Regions from separate parts of the Zea mays genome. Here region 1 is linked to region 2. Evidence: chromatin contacts called from public Hi-C data. All regions are on one chromosome and are shown on one strand. Each heading gives the region's core, a stretch centred on a gene start, on an enhancer-like site or on the middle of the called end of the contact. The rest is flanking DNA. Distances are from core to core; before and after follow the strand shown. Region 1 has its middle 36 kb from the start of LOC103641967. Region 2 holds the start of LOC100279589.

Region 1 (3,185 bases), core at 154-2,653, 72 kb before region 2:
GTTTAAGTGCCAATGGGTACAACATCCCGTGGGGGTGATAGTGGATAACTACGGACTCACACTGGTAGACTTAAAGAAAGTAGGATATAAAGATGACCCGTGGGTTCTCGCCGAATGTGTTGCACAAGTGTTCTATGTACTCGATCCAGCAGATGAGAAGATGCATGTAGTTATTTCTGGAAAGCAAAAAATTGTTGGAGTTGAGAATGTGGGAGACCAAGATGAGAAATACAATAAGTATGAAGAGATATTCGTCTTTAACGGTCCAGAGAGAATCAAGCGTGTGGAAAAGAAAATTGATAAGAACTTAAAGCCATACATGCGGAAAAATGGTAGTTCATGAAAAATTGTATGAATCAAATTGTATTTGTTATCATGTATGATCGACTATGAATTGTGGTTGCCAATTAATTTAAAATCTCTCTAGTTATCTATGTGTGCTATTATAATTCATTTAAATTGTATTTGCATATTATTGTTAAAAATTAAATATTAATTCATTTAAATTGTATTTGCATATTTCTGTTAAAAAATAAAATTATTTTCATATTTAAATTGTATTTTCATAATTTTACAATCACATGCGGTTTTGTCTTAGGGTCCGCTTGTGAAAAGGATAGAGCATCACAGGCGGTCCTAAACAAAAACCGCTTGTGATACTATTACATCACAGGCGTACTAAACCGCCTGGGACATCACAGGCGGTTTTCTAACCGAACCGCGTGTGATGTAAAAATCCTACCGCTTGTATAGAGCCAAATTGTACTAGTGGTCCCAACCTAGATGTTCTGTCTGGTTTGTGTCACGAGGTGAACCGATCCGTCGTCAAGCCATCCTTGGTAGCCGTCTTCGCAGGCGTAAGTTGACGGTCGAGCTGGTTTCTTGAAAAAATATCAGATGACCTCGTCTTTCTCGTCTCCAACCCATAACGGATGATTTGACTCCGGGCTATATGATGCTGCAATCCAACACGTCATATATCTATTAGCTAGACTCGAATGCTACATTATGAAGATGACTAGGGAGGATGAAAAAGATTAAAAAAAGTTCATAACGGTGATTTTAGTGTATATCCAACGACCGTGAGTCATAGAATATCGTTAATTGCATCAGAAGGCAACTGGAATAATGATAGCAACGACATGCATGTTCCTTCCATAGTACACCGACTCGAAACCAAGCCATGGCTACAGACTGAATGAAATATTGCAGAGCAGATGTAGGGTAGAACGAGACGTAACATGTTTAGCAATGGAAAATCTGCATTGTATGCAAGTATTGTAACATATAATTCAGGTTGAGCGCCATATGGACTGGCCCCTTATGGGCTCGTAGTAGTGGTTTGCAGATAGAGATAGGAGCAGGTAGGCTACATGGACTGGTCCATGGGCTGGCTCAAGTGGGCTTTCCGTAGGAGGATGCAGGCTGGGCTTCTTATCAGAAAGATGTGCATCGAGCACCGAGCAGTCCAAGCCAGAACGGCCCGGTTACGTACGTTTGCACTATAATTAATGGTTGACCTCCCCGAGTAGGACGTACGGTATCGCGCTGTCTCGTCGTCTCATGGATCCCAGTATGCGACTCGTGCCGTCAGCCAGCTAGCCAGGAGCTACAAACCCATACATACTACAGGGCAAGACGGCGGGTTTAGATTTAGCCGACGAATACTATATGGACCTCCTGGTCGAATTTCAGTGTCAACAGAAACACGTTTTTCAGTAGAAATCGGTGCAGGGGATGATGGTGAAGATCGGCAGCATGCAGAGCGTGTATTTCACCAGATGCAAAATAAAACAGTGTGGCAATTAATTGTTCATTCTGTCTGTCTCTGGCCGCGCGCAAAAGGTCACGAATGGCACTGTGGTGTGGTCAAACGAAACATGCATGCTTACCCTAGCTTCCTCCATTAAATGGTACGTGCATGCCCTTGGCGTTATCCTATCCTATCTCACGGACCTGTAAATAGCACCAACGGTGCTGTGCTGCTGCACATGCATATATATGTACACGGCGATCATTGCCACTGCCACGTCTGCATTTTCATCATCCTTTCTTACTATAGCTGGCTGCGTACTATATATAGTGTACGCTCCTCGTATTGCTCTCATGATGCTCCGCTTTTCACGTTTCCACATTGCCGGATTGGTGATGAGTGATGACTGCAACCGGAAGTATATTCTCCCAAGAGATCGGCAAAAAGGACCTTTAGTCAATTAGTAGGAATTGACATTACACCGCTATACATCATCTCACACTAACTATCCACATCATCTCCAACTATGTCATCCCTATTAACGTTTAACTTTTCAATACATGCTATCCACATTATCTCTACTTAATTTTATTCCACATTCTTCGCAATCCAAAGCTCTCCCTTTCCGTCCCCGTCTTCTCCGGTGCCAACGTATGATCGAGCTGCCTCCTGCCGCCTGCCTGAGGCCACAGCCAAAACTTTGGTTTCTACGCAGCTTTTATGTCAACTTTGCTTCTACAAGTAGGCAAACCAAAGGGAAGAAGGATGGATGCAGACAGCGCAGGCCAGGCGCGCGTACGTGTAGGCTCCCTAGGCTTCGGTCAGTGCCTCAGCTGCATCGGCTCTTCCAGTTCTTCCAGTTCCACTTCACGCCCCGCTATATTTCTCGAGTCTCGAGAGGTTTTGTGCTGCCTCATTGAAAGTTTGCACCGCCGTGTTGCTGTGTATTCCACACCCTCTCCTGCCAGTGCGTGCAGCGTGCTGATGCATGGGCAATGCATGGCGTGAGAAGGAATTTGCGGTAGCACAAAATCTTTCTGCTCAGAGCTTGTCAACCTAGCTGCGTCACAACCGAAGCTACAACCATTTTCGGCTACGAGAAGCCACCGAAAATAAGCCCTTTGCCACCGAAAATAGGCAATTAATTATGCAACTATTATACGTACTAATATAATATACTATTAAAGCTAATAATATAATTAGTACCACATATTAATATGAAATTAATGCCTAAATACAATATACCTCTAATCACTAAACCATATATACCACTAATACATTAATGAAATCGAACTAAACAATAATACTAATCACACAACTAATCAAACAAACACAATTATAAATATATACTAATTTCGGCGGTAATTCAATAACGGCCGCCGAAAATATGGAATAAAAAACGCAAAAAATACCTTACGACGAGGAAGAGCTT
Region 2 (3,100 bases), core at 544-3,043:
AGCAACTCCAGATTATTCCTTATCTATTCATCGTTCATTGATTATTATATATCTTCTCTTTGCATTATCGTAACATTAGGGTGAAATATTACAGACTCAGCTAGATGATGAGAGGAGGCAACGTGAGGAGCTGGAGAAGAGGATGGCGGAGATGTTCGCGTACATGCAGAGCCTTGGCGCCGCACAGGGTCATGCTCCACCACCTCCGTTGTTCCCTGTAGCTGACCCTGCTGAGTTCACTACTCCTGTGAGTATCAAAATTTTAGTACTGCATGATATATATTCATATGTTCTCACACATGCAATCTCTTCTCTGTGCAGGGTCAATCGGCGGCGTCGAACAACCCTCACACTTCGTCCAGCCCTTCGCCGAACCAGTCCAAATGCCCACCTCGTTGATGACCTGTTTTGTGATGATCCAGACTTATATTTGTGAGTGTTGGTGATGTTAGTTATACTTGGTCTTGTGAGATACTTAGTGAGACTTATGTGCTGTGAAACCTGATTTATGTGGTGATATTTGTGATATATATGGTGTTGATGATAAATGTGTTGATTCTGTGATGCGATTGATATATAATGTAATGTGAATGATATATATCTTTTGTTTGTTTGGATGGAACAGCAAAAACAAATAAAAAAGGGACTTCCTGGTCACTTTGCCGAGTGTAACACTCGGCAAAGGGTAGCTTTGCCGAGTGCTATGACCATGACACTCGGCAAAGAAGGAAACCTGGGAACCGGTAAAGCCTTCTTTGCCGAGTGCTGTGGTCAAGGCACTCGGCAACGAAGCTACCTTTGCCGAGTGCCGCCCAGCGCACTCGGCAAAGGGACTGGCAAAGGGACCCACTGGAGGACTCTTTGCAGAGTGCCAGTCCACTAGACACTCGGCACAGGGACTGGCGGTGGGGCCCACTGGAGCCGTCTTTGCCGAGGGCCATGGCAGAAGACACTCGGCAAAATTGGCCTCTTTGCCGAGTGCCAAGGAAGACACTCGGCAAAGGATCCGTCACCGTCACTTGGCGCCGTGACGGCGACTTTTCTTTGCCGAGTACCAAATGGTGCCCGACAAAAAGTACTCGGCAAAGAGGCCGTTACCGATGTACAGTTCGCCGAGCGTTCTTTGCCGCGTGTTACACTCGACAAAGACTTTGCCGAGTGTTTTTCGGGCTTTGCCGAGTGCTTCAAGCACTCGGCAAAGCGGTCGACTCCGGTAGTGGATCGTCTGTGGTTTAGGTGAACTCCCTATTAGGTAAATGCCCTAAACCCACCCAAGAGTGTAGGCCGATGCTTGTGATTTGTGACGTGTAACCTACGATTGCCGCGAAATTTCGGCAGCATAACCCCGCTGCTCTCCAAGCACACGCCTGAACATGGTGTGTTGGAGAACAACTGGGTTACACAACCGAAATTTTGCGTCAATCGTAAGGCACATATCACAAATCACAAGCATCGACTTACACTCGCAGGTTGTCCAAAATACGTGGAAAATTCCGAAACGGCGAACCTCACAAGCCAATGTGACGTTCGCCGTTCCTGAACGGATGACGCATACGGTTCGAGCTAATGATGGCCCGTCGATCGGATCGGCCGCGCCGTTCGTGCATCGCTAATCCGCGACAGGTAGGCGGCGCAACAAGAAGACACGTAGCCATCACCAGTGCGTACGTAGCGTACCAGACAGGAAGGCATGCCCATACAAGGCAACACGCGCCGGCACAGCACATGATGGCAAGGGAAGGCCCGGGCGTCCAGCATATAAACCTACGCCGCGCTCCTCTGGCCGGCTCTCGCGCCTCGCCTTTTGAGGAGGGAGCGAGCGAGAGAGACGGAAAGAGATACGGTGCAGGGCGCTGCGACCTGCGACTGCGAGGAGAAAGGGCGGCGCCAGCTTGGACTTGCCGGTGCCGTCGCGCGCGAGAGAGAGAAGGAAGCGACAACCTGCTTGCCGGTGCGGCAGCTCTGGGCAGGGCTTACACATATAATAACAAGGGTGGTCGATCAGAGAGCGAGGGAGGAGCTGAGGACAGGAGGGAACAAAAGGGCAAGTTTGGTTCGCTCCTTGCTAGGGCCCGGTGAGCTGAGCTCCATATCATCCAGATCCAGGTAGGTGAGGTCGTGAGGCGATCCAAGAGATGGGCGGCGGCGGCAGGAATGGCACTGTGGTGAGGCGGTACATCCGGTCCAAGGAGCCCAGGATAAAGTGGAGCGCCGACCTCCACCGCAGCTTCGTACAGGCCATAGACTGCCTCGGCGGCCAACACAGTACGTTCTCTCCTTCCTCCGATCCGCCTCGTCCCTTCATCATAAAGATATATACTGCTGCCTCCCATGTTTTATGTAATCATGCTCCCCCCATTTTTTTATGCTCATGTAGTAACATTGCCCTTGACCTTGAGAGATTTGGTAGAATTATCTAGTGATTTGTTCCCCGCCGGTTCTAATATTGATCGTGTTCTTTCTTTTTGGGAAAAAAAAAACTATCGTTTTGTGCTGTGTGCTTCTTGTGTCTCTCTCCTGCTTCCAATCGCGTTTTCAACAGCCTGGCTAGCTAACTGCCGTTCGTCTTGGCGGTGCAAAATCGCAGAGGCCACGCCGAAGCTCATCCTCCAGTTCATGGCCACCAGGGGGCTCACCATATCTCATGTCAAGAGCCATCTCCAGGTTAATTGTTTCTCTTCTCTCCATCCATTGCTATTATTGCTGATTGGCGTGCACCTGCAGAGGCACTGACTGTTTGTTTTCGCGTTGGAGCTGACAACCGCGCGCGAATGAACTCAACAGCTTCTGATTCCTCCGTTTGCTTTTTTTTTTCTTGATGAACAGATGTACAGAGCTGCGAGGCTTGGCGCAGGAAGGAGAGGTGAGAGTTGAGATGAAACGAGCCCTCGTGTGCTGGCTTCTTGCACTACCGAATTCTTTCTTTCTTTACTCATTGGTCGTATTTTTTTAATTGCTTTACATGTCAACGCCGTGCAGTGTTCAGGGACAAACAAATGTCCTGCAACAGTGAACTGACCATTCCAAAACATCTTTATATATAATTTTTTCTTTCTTTTTTTGAAAAAATAAGATATCACATTGCCTTGTGGTTTCTGTG

Evidence for each region. Hi-C and Micro-C count contacts between places; a contact is called where the count stands out from the background.
Region 1: a contact with region 2 is called in a Hi-C map of ear, with 2.8 times the contacts expected there. The contact joins the enhancer-like site here to the promoter of LOC100279589 in region 2. A contact is called at or near these places in 3 of 25 Hi-C or Micro-C datasets (ear, leaf and tassel).

What each region holds. Positions count from the first base shown.
Region 1 is chr10:140,079,614-140,082,798 of Zm-B73-REFERENCE-NAM-5.0, reverse strand. No RefSeq gene overlaps it. Among protein-coding and RNA genes, the nearest start is that of LOC103641967, 36 kb to the left of the region's middle. Within about 2 kb of position 1,403, at least 17 of the 20 cell types and tissues checked have an H3K27ac peak or open chromatin away from gene starts, as enhancers often do. A contact at or near this core is called in ear, leaf and tassel, where this site is marked.
Region 2 is chr10:140,008,065-140,011,164 of Zm-B73-REFERENCE-NAM-5.0, reverse strand. It overlaps LOC100279589, which reads left to right and starts at 1,793. Exons shown (of 6, transcript NM_001360987.1): 1 at 1,793-2,265; 2 at 2,588-2,664; 3 at 2,827-2,863. The coding sequence starts at 2,136.